Linked DNA regions of Pan troglodytes: region 2 is linked to region 1. Evidence: chromatin contacts called from public capture Hi-C data. All regions are on one chromosome and are shown on one strand. The core of a region is the stretch at or near the end of the contact, and the rest is flanking DNA. Distances in the headings are between cores, read along the strand shown.

Region 1 (5,191 bases), core at 1,968-4,467:
AGAACCATGTTCATCCGTACAGCTGCTAGGCTGGGAACTGGTTAATAATAGATCCCAAGACACAAAAGCGTTTTCATCCCTCATTATGAAATCATCTATTTTTCACTGGCTGTTGCGGTTAGTTCTTGCTGGAATACATAAGAGGGTAGTAGCACCATTGATTTGAGCAGCTTGGTATCAAATTGTGTTTGCAGATTACAATACACCCTGTGATGGAGGAAAATATAATTTTGAAGTCAAGGCCTTATGTCGAGTTATTGATGAAATTCATGTGTTGTCATGAGAGTCAAAACAGGCTTTCTTCAATGAATCAACGAAGCACAAGAACGACATAGTATCACTTCCATAATTGTATATGAAGATATCTTAGTATAACCCGTAGAGCACCAACACAACAAATTATAGGATTGCTATCAGGGAGGTGGGGATGGGGGTTTTTAACACTGAAATACAAGAAGTAATCCAGAACCCGGGATTCCTGCAGCTTCTTCAGCTGGAACTCACTCTAGAACTTGTTCACTTTGCCACTCAAACCAGGGTGATCTATGAAGACCTTACCTCTAACCAAAGCACTGAGCACTTAAACCAAATTTGGCTAATGAGTGCCTGAAGTCGATTTCTGAAAGTGTGTCTAGTAGCAGGACAGTGTTTCTGTAACTGAGGAGACACATTTGAACATTGAGCAGACTGAATATTTCGTCCTGTGAAGAAGCAGTTGGCTTGATGTAGATTAGTGTTAGAAGTGGACTATACAGAACACAGAAGAAAATAGAAGGGATGGCAAGCAGAGAACAACAGAAGAAAAAGACAGGACAGGATCAAGGTGGACATTTCCTTTACAATAGGCTCATTTCCTAATGAGGAGAAATCTGAGTGAAAACAAGCTAATATTCTTCATATGTGAAAAGTGCTTAGAAAACAATAAGAAGTGGTGGAGGCTGTCAAGCCCTAAGTAGGCATTTCTCAAAAGAAGAAATCCAAATGGTCAATAAAGCTGAAAAAAAATAACTTCAATAATCACATCAATTTAGAATAAAAATCATTTGCCATCTTGAGACTTAACAAGTTGGCAAGGTGTTTATCTTTTATAACACAAGTGATAACACATGTTGCTGGTGGAGATTTGGGGAAACACGTTGTATTTTATTAATGAAAATAATAGTTCATCTTTGCCAGATGATGCATCAGGCGCTTTGGGAAATGTATATACTTCTCACCCAGGAATTCCCCTACAGAAAACTTATCCTAAAAATTAATGGTGTGCAGAAGGATGTATTTAAAGAGGCTCATTGCTGTTTGTAATGGCGAAAACTTAGAAGCAACCCTAAGTGCCTAATAAAGAGGAAGAAGTTAAGTAAACTGATGTGTTCACACAGTGGCACGAGGGATTTGATGGTGCAGAACCATACTTACTGTAAAAGAAACATTTTCACATAAATTGTGCAGTGAAATGATAGGTACTAAATACCATGTACACTGTGAGCCCAGTTTTAAAGAGGGTTTGTTAGAATAAAAATGAAATTTTAATGATGGTTGGTTCTAGGTTTTCTTTTTGCTTGTCTTTTTTTCCCCTAATTTTTCTGCGAACAACATCGGGGAAAAGGGAAGGTGTTTAACAAACTTATGTAATCTGAACCCCTAAAGAGTTGCACGGCAATCCCAAGCAAGCTTTGGCACTCAGAAGGGGCTGTACATAGTGTTCCAGAAAAGTCAGGGTTTCTGTATTGAGTTAGAAATGCTGGTTGGCTCTCATCTGGTTATGACCATGGAGTCTGGTTTTAATTATGTAAATGGCATCTTTCATAGGTAAGGGAAACAAATTCCAGCCATTCCAGGGGTAGGGGAGAAAAAGGAGTAGAGAAGTGGGGTGAGGTATTATATTTCATTTTATTATTTATTTATTTATGTTTTTTTTTGAGGTAGTGCCTCGCTCCATCACCCAGGCTGGAGTGCAGCGGTGCCATTTCGGCTCACTGCAACCTCCGCCTCCTGGGTTCAAGCGATTCTCCTGCCTCAGCCTTCCGAGTAGCTGGGATTATAGACGAGTGCCATCACGCCCAGCTAATTTTTGCATTTTTAGTGGAGACGGGGTTTCACCATGTTGACCAGGCTGGTCTCGAACTCCTGACCTCAGGCGATCTGTCTGCCTCAGCCTCTCAAAGTGCTGGGATTACAGGGGTGAGCCACCTTGCCGAGGCTATATTTTATTTTTACTAGTTTGTATTTAAAGTAACCTTGAGACTTAGATGGATACCTTGTTTTGTTTTCTAGGCTGAACACCAGAGCACCCTAGAAGGTTTAACTAAAAGAATGCTCATGTTTGACCCAGTTCCTGTCAAGCAAGAGGCCATGGACCCTGTCTCAGTGGTAAGTTTTCCAAGATTGAACACCTCGCCTTATTTTTTCCAAGTGATGATAACATTATTGTGTGTTGAATTATTCCTTGAAATCATGGCCGGGCGTGGTGGCTCACGCCTGTAATCCCAGCACTTTGGGAGACCGAGGCGGGAGGATCACCTGAGGTCGGGAGTTTGAGACCAGCCTGACCAACATGAAGAAACCCCGTCTCTACTAAAAATACCAAATTAGCCGGGCGTGGTGGCGCATGCCTGTAATCCCAGCTACTCGGGAGGCTGAGGCAGGAGAGTCGCTTGAACCCGGGAGGCGGAGGTTACGGTGAGCCGAGATAGCAGAGATCGCACCATTGCACTCCAGCCTGGGCAACAAGAGCGAAAGTCCGTCTCAAAAAAAAAAAAAGATCACTCATTGCTTGACAGGCATTTCATAGGCAAACTTTTCTCAACGCCACCAGGTATGAGTGAGCTAAATACTGTCCTAGCAGCTGTGGATTCTTTAAATGGGATCTGCACTTCCTTAAGACCCGTGCCCGGTGTCCCCCTAAGATATGATCAGCATAGAACTTAGGCCACAGGTGAATCCTCTCATGACAGAAGTAAGTTTACAAAAATTCCTCAGCCCTTTTGTGTGTAAAAATATATTAAGAATAGGATGATTTGCTTAAAAACCAATGACAACAGCCATATGGAGCTGTAACTATATGAGATGACTGAGGGAAGCCAGCGAGAGAAAGACTTGGCAGTGAGGACGGAATCTCGTTTACTTGGAAGAGTCTGGCTGGGTAGGAATTACGTTCATTGTCCTTTTCAGCACCTTAGTGCTAAGCCAGCCCCTCATGGGAGCCAGGCCACTGGCTGCTTTTAGGCCTCCAGGGACTAGTGAGGAGTCTGGGGTTTCTGCAGGTACAACACCAGTGCCATGAAGGTGAGACATGGTGACAGAGGAAGGTGTCTGACTTCAGAGCAGGGAGTGGTTTCAACTTGAGGATTCTGGTTGAGTGAATATTGAATAACAAGGCAATGCTCCCACTCTGTCTTGCTCTTTTCTTCCACGGGCTTGGAAAATATTCACAAGGGGGAAATCTTGGCCCGAGTTGTGTATCTGAAGGTTGGTAATGACACGCTTGCAAAATTAGATCATCTTTATGCATGGGCTCTGGAGGTTCCTGCCAAAAATGTTTATACAAGACACGGGGGTCACGCCGAGGCCCTTGGAGCTGAGTTGCCATGGATATTACTAAGCCAGTAAAGTGTTTACCAGTATCTATAATGCAAGTTAAGTCGGAGGGGCTTTAAGGAAATAACATTTACATTCCAGCATGATAACTGAATAACCAAGTGTCTGAATATGGTAGCAACTGAGCAATAAGGATTTTATTAATCAAAAAACTAAATTACCTTTTGAGATGGAGTCTCACTCTGTCGCCTAGGCGGGAGTGCAGTGGTGTGACCTCAGCTCACTGCAACCTTCGCCTCCCAGGTTCAAGTGATTCTCCTGCCTCAGCCCCCATAGTAGCTGGGATTACAGGCGCCCGCCACCACGCCCGGCTAATTTTTGTATTTTCAGTAGAGGCCAGGTTTCACCATGTTGGCCAGGCTGGTCTTGAACTCCTGACCTCAGATAATCCACCCACCTCAGCCTCCCAAAGTGCTGGGATTACAGGCATGAGCCACCACTCCTGGCCAAAAAACTAAATTACTTCGAATGTTATTCAGTGCTGTCATTGTATTCATCAAATCCCCCTCCCCAGCATCACTACATGATCACGTTAGAGGAAAATGAAGGTATAAAATTTCCCCATTAATTATATTCTTGAAATAGGAATAGGTTTTTAGCACTGGAGAATATGATTCATTTTACAATTGGTGCAGAGCCATCAGTGAGGCATTTTACTGTTCAATGTACTTCCAGTGCTTTTAATCAAGCATGAACATAAGGCTCAAGAGTCTAATATAAAGCTAAAATGAAGATCCACATTGCTAAATTGGTGTGATATATATAATTAAGTGCAAGGAAATGCACTTAACCGAAAAAAAAATGTGGAATAAAATGAATTTGAAGCAACTGTTAAACTTGTATTGTTGTAACGTATTAATACCTGAAGTTAAAATATGTAGAACTGATTTTGCAGTTAATGGTCTTTTTCTCTTTCATGTGCTAGATTTCAACTGCAGCTGACACTTTTAGAATTTAGTTTCACCAAAAGTTACTGTCAGTCCTTTAAAATGAAGGTTTTTTTTTCTTTTTCTTTTTTTGGTTTTAACTTTCTTCAGCAGGAAGTATTTTTTTCTTAATTCAGTGCAACCTCAGTTAACAGAAACATTTGAGCAGTGGGGTGTTAAAATGATTTTACTTAAACAAATTAAAAAGCTTTTGTTTCCACTCTTAAGTGTTCAAATTTCGTCTTTCCTGCCTTCATAGGTGAAGTATATTGAACCTGATTTATTATTCCTTTTTCTTTTTAATTCAGTCTTTGACCTGAAGGTCAAAGTCTTTGGCTATTCAAGTCAACGTTGTAAACATTAAGGCACAATAGGACATTTGTAAAAGTATTTTTAATTTCTATAAATGAATAAAAATATTTTATGGTAACTTATTTCTCCCCCTCTTCCCACCCCCTAAAAGGATAGCACAGTAGAAACAATCGCTTGTTTGTGCTTTTGCTATAGGTTAGAGAAAGTGAGGACATGTCATTTCCCTCTTAGTCAAATATAAGCCCTCATACTGTTCTCCACTAGCCTTTTGCTTTGAGGCTTGGGGTCACCCTGTTAAAATTTGCTAGAATGAGGAACAGAGGAGACTCTCCCTCCCCAAGTCTGTGCCTTCAGTCTCT
Region 2 (5,191 bases), core at 970-3,469, 45 kb after region 1:
TTTTCTTTTTCTTTCTTTCTTTCTTTTTTTTTTTTTTTTTTTTGTTTTTGAGACATAGTCTCACTCTGCCACCCAGGCTAGAGTGCAGTGGTGTGATCTCAGCTCACTACAACCTTTGCCTCCTGGGTTCAAGTGAGTCTTCTGCCTCAGCCTCCCAAGTAGCTGGTATTACAGGTGCGCACCACTGTGCCTGGCTAATTTTTGTATTTTTAGTAGAGATGGGATTTCACCATGTTGGCCAGGCTGGTCTCGAACTCCTGACTCAAGTGATTCGCCTGCCTCCACCTCCCAAAGTGCTGGGATTACAGGTATGAGCCACTATGCTCAGCCAAACTACTGTTTCTAAATATACCTTTGTCGAGGAGGAAAAAATCATTTTCCTTCTACCCTTTTATGTTCTCAGCTGAGGCTCTGACAGGTGAACAGGAGAGAAACAACAGAGGTTTATTAAGATGTGCATACACATGGGAGAAATTCAGGGATGAGTAACCCAAACAGGTGGCTAGAACTTGGACTTAATAGCACCTTTAAAAAAAAAAACAATAAATTTCAAAGGCATAACAAGACAAAGCAGAAAAACTTTGAGTTTCTAGGGCAGCAAATTGTGGACAGGTAAATATATGGAAGGTCAGCACCAGTCAGTAAAATTTGTTATATGAATGTTCTGATGCTGTCTTTTCACTGATAAGGTTCTAGGATTGTCAGTGATTAACTGTTGTTCAAATTTATGTCCTGATTTTAGGCAAATAGGGATAAGGATGACAGCTTTTCATGTATCTTCTTCTCAGTTGTCTTTAGCTCAAAAGAATCCTTATGCCCAAGTGGCATATTTTGGGGTGGCAAATTCTGCTATCCTTTACCTTCCTGTACTGCAAAGTCTAGAAAACTAAAAATTACATTCCCTAGCTTCTTTGAAGCTGAGATTTGGAGGGAGAATTCGGTCCCACCGAAGTCACATCAGATAATTTCCAAAATATTCCCCTTTTTTATTGATAAAGGCTAAGATGAAGGACGTGCTTAGTGTGAGGTCCAGATGGCCTACTGTTAATAACCGAGGCCCAGGATCTAGCCAGGCTACCTGTCCCCAGTCAGGGCAGCATAGGACTGGCAGTGGCCTTCCCTACTGGGGGTTGGGGAATTGGGGCTGAGCTGGTAACATTTAGGGAGGGCCCGTAGAGGCTGAGGAACATTTGTGTTTTTTGCAGACAGCTCACTCCCAGGAGGAAGAAAGGGAAACCCTGGGCTGAGCACACCTAGTATTTTTCCCAAATTTGCCAACCAGGTTAAACCACCTTTTTCCTCTCTCGGCCACTGCAGAAAGTCAGAGAGAGAGGCCAGGGTGTCACAACTCCACACTAGGGAGAATCACCAAGGAGGGTGAAAGGGTTTAGTTACCTATATTGGCAGGAAGTCTGGTGAAAAGGGAGAAAAAGAACTGTCACAATTTACTGTATATACTCCTGTTTAAAATTAATTTTTGCAAAAATCCTGTATTCAAGTACAATTTGTATAGTTAAAATAGAAAGAAAAAGAAACCTACCACTTTGGTGTAGGATGGAGTAACCTACAGCAAATGAAAGATCCTGCCAAGAAAAACTGGAAAATCTAGATTACGGTAATTTAAAAAGAAAAAAATATTTTAAATGCATCAGAGGGCTGGGCGAAGCAAAAAGGATTAGAAAGGGCCCCACTCTGGAGAAAGGAGAACTGCAGAGAGGTGAGTTGCTAACTAGCAGCCACTTATCCCCTGGGGGCCCCTCATCCTGCCACTGGGCAGAGGAAAAGTCACTTCCTGGGATGACCGCATCTAAGGCCAGCTTTCCTCTTTTATTCTTCATCACAACTGTCTCAGGGCTTGCACTGCAATTTGTCATTAAATGTCAGCTTCATTGCATTTTCATTTGTCTCTGCGTATGCTATAACCTTTATGTGGGCAGGAAGAGTCTGTCCATCTTGTTCATTGTTGCATTCCCAGGCCTGGTATATGGTAGATGCTTAGTAAATATGTGTTGGGTTGGATTGGAATGAATGGAATGGAATATGAACAGTGAAAGCTTTCCAGCTCTTTCAGATTTCCTGGATTCTAGAGGCCCCTTTTCTCCCCAGAGGCTCTGTTCCCTTAAGGCTTTGTCAATAGGACCAAACCTAAGCTCCTTTCTGATAGAATGGCATCCTCTGAGTCCTGCTCTAACACCTCCAGGGCTTGGAAGTGGGTGGGGTTGCGAGCCTTATCAGCAACCCTCTAATCTCCCAGGCCACACCCAAACTAGCACCTCCAGGCCCTTCTCTCCCTAACCACAGAATGCCTTGCAGCTCTAACAGAAAAAGTGTAAGAACTCCTGACCTGGCATCCAGTTTCTGTTTAACTCAACCCATTTCTCAATCTCTCCAAAGCTCTGCAGGTTCCTCAAGTCCACATGCTCTCAAACCCCTGCCCCAGATTCTAAAACCAGGCCTGTCCACTCTCAGTCTTATTGCCTGGCCTCTGGGCCCACCTTCCCCATTCTCACTAGACCCTGGACCACCCACCCTCTCTGGGGTCCCATCCATGGAGAGCCCACATCCCATGAGTGAAGACCGTATAGAGAGAAAAAATCTAAATGGAAGTCCGCAGTTGCTGGGTACTTTAAAAATGTCTTTCTAAGGCCGGGCGCGGTGGCTCACGTCTGTAATCCCAGCACTTTGGGAGGCCGAGGCAGGTAGATCATGAGGTCAGGAGTTTGAGATCAGCCTGCCCAATATGGTAAAACCCTGTCTTTAAGGAAAATACAAAAATTAGCCCAGAGTGGTGGCACACGCCTGTTTTCCCAGCAACTCAGGAGGCTGAGGCAGGAGAATCACTTGAACCCGGGAGATGGAGGTTGCAGTGAGCCGAGATCGTGCCACTGCACTCCAGCTTGGCAACAAAGCGAGACTGTTTCAAATAAAATAAAATAAAATAAAATAAAATAAATAAAATGAGTCTTTCTAAGTGCAGCTTGACATTCTCGAAACTTTATTCTTGTGCATTGGAAGTATTTTATTTTCTTTTCCAGGTGTAAAAAGCCCAAGACTGAAGCCAGGAAAAATGAATTCTGGTCCTGGTTCTGCTGCTATGTGATATTGGACCATCCGTTTTCTGATGGAAACCTGGGTCATTTGCTTTGGGGGTTGGTCCTCTGATGTCCTAGCAGGGACTTTGATCTTCTTGTGCGCACACAGAAGCTGTCAGGCTCAGGGAAACCTACATACATGGTCCACGTTGAAATGAGGGTCTAAAGCCTTGATGTAAGCACGAAAGTGTGTGGGCAGCATGCAGCCCTACAAGCAGGCATTGATCCTCAGTGGGTCTATGGGTCAAGGTTTATCCAGCCCCAGCTGGCCAGAGAAACCCCTTTAGGCTTGTGTATTAGCCCTTTTTCATACTGCTGATAAAAACACACCGGAGACTGGGCAATTTACAAAAGAAAGACGTTTAATGGACTTACAGTTCCACACGGCTAGGGAGACCTCACAATCATGGTGGAAGGCGAAAGGCATTTCTTGCAGCAGCGAGAGAGCAGATGAGGAAGAAACGAAAGCGGAAACCCCTTATAAAACCATCAGATCTCATGAGACTTATTCACCACCATGAGAATGGTATGGGGGAGCCGCCCCCATGATTCAATGACTTCCCACCAGGTCCCTCCCACAACACATGGGAATTATAGGAGTACAGTTCAAGATGAGATTTGGGTGGGGACACAACCAAACCATATCAGCTTGTTACACCTCTCCAGAAATGGGGATTTTTTTTTTTTTTTTAATCACTTTGGTACTTATAGAGGCTTCCTATGTGCCAGGTCTGTTCTAAGCACTTTACACCTGATGGCCCATTTCATCCTCATGACAAATCTATGGAGTAGATGTACTTTACCCCCCGCCGCCCCAAGAGCTCCAAAATGTGAGGCCTTGGGAGGGTAAAGCATTTATTCAAGGTGAGCATTTCCTACAGTAAGAGGCAATCTGGCTGCCGGGTCCGTGTTCTTACCCACAGTGCTAGTGATTTTTCTACAGGCACCAGAAGAGCCTCCTCATTCGTGGTTTGGGTTCCCTGGTCACTAGATCCCAGGTGGACAGTGCTAAATTTGGGCATGCCACTCACTGCAGTTTAGTCACATCTTAGTCTCACGGTTTGGTTTTTCTGGAGAACCCTAACTAACACAGTACCTACAGGGTGTTCTGTAAATATACATGTTTCATCAGTGCATGGATTTGATTTTGGTATTTTGAGTCTCCTCTGGGCATCAGTCTACAACTCATCTTGGGGGTGGTTTATACCTGCAAATAGTCCACCTCATTAACTGCTTTCTTCCTAGTTTCTCAGTGAGTGACATTTTCCTGACCTCTTTTCCAGAATCTAGAAGCAATTTTCCAAAGCCCGTTTCCTAAAGGAGGCCCTTACACAGAGCAGTATATACCCAATAAGGGTCTTTCCTTTCCTTTCCTTGAACCCTTATCAAATCTTTCTAGTCTTTTTTTTTTTTTTTTTTTTTTTTTTTTTTTGAGATGGAGTTTTGCTCTTGTTACCCAGGCTGGAGTGCAATAACGCGATCTTGGCTCACCGCAACCTCCGCCTCCCGGCTTCAAGCTATTCTCCTGCCTCAGCCCCCTGAGTAGCTGGGATTACAGGCACGCACCACCACGCCCAGCTGATTTTGTATTTTTAGTAGAGATGGGGTTAGTCAGGCTGGTCTCAAACTCCCGATCTCAGGTGATCCGCTTGCCTTGGCCTCCTAAAGTGCTGGGATTACAGGTGTGAGCCACTGTGCCCAGCCAAATCTTTCTAGTCTTTCAAGGGTAAACTGATACACAGCTCTCCAGTTTCTTTATTTGTGTCATTTCATTTAATGGTTCATTTTATTTTATTTTATTTTTTGAGATAAGATCTGGCTCTATCACCCAGGCTGGAGTTCAGTGGCACAATCTCAACTCACTGCAACCTCTGCCTCCCGGGCTCAAGCCATCCTCCCACCTCAGCCTTCTGAGCAGCTGGGACTACAGGTGCACACCACCATACGCAGCTAATTTTTGCATTTTTTGTAGAGACAGAGTCTTGCAATGTTACCCACGCTGGTCTCCAACTCGTGAGCTCATAAGATTTGCCTGCCTCAGCCTTCCAAAGTGCTGGGATTAAAGGCGTGAGCCACCATGCCTGGCCTTCACAGTTCTT

Evidence for each region. Capture Hi-C pulls out chosen DNA fragments and counts their contacts.
Region 2: a capture Hi-C map of stem cell-derived neural stem cells shows a contact between it and region 1, with 3 times the contacts expected there. The contact joins two enhancer-like sites. A contact is called at or near these places in 2 of 7 Hi-C or Micro-C datasets (induced pluripotent stem cells and stem cell-derived neural progenitor cells) and 1 of 1 other capture datasets (stem cell-derived neural stem cells).

Annotation. Positions count from the first base shown.
Region 1 is chr3:39,001,959-39,007,149 of NHGRI_mPanTro3-v2.0_pri, forward strand. KLF3 (KLF transcription factor 3) reads left to right here. Exons shown (of 6, transcript XM_016951446.3): 2 at 2,272-2,367. The coding sequence starts at 2,311. Among named protein-coding and RNA genes, the nearest start is that of KLF3, 17 kb to the left of the region's middle. Within about 2 kb of position 3,218, at least 7 of the 24 cell types and tissues checked have an H3K27ac peak or open chromatin away from gene starts, as enhancers often do. A contact at or near this core is called in stem cell-derived neural stem cells, where this site is marked.
Region 2 is chr3:39,048,127-39,053,317 of NHGRI_mPanTro3-v2.0_pri, forward strand. No RefSeq gene overlaps it. Among named protein-coding and RNA genes, the nearest start is that of TLR10, 51 kb to the right of the region's middle. Within about 2 kb of position 2,220, at least 2 of the 24 cell types and tissues checked have an H3K27ac peak or open chromatin away from gene starts, as enhancers often do. A contact at or near this core is called in stem cell-derived neural stem cells, where this site is marked.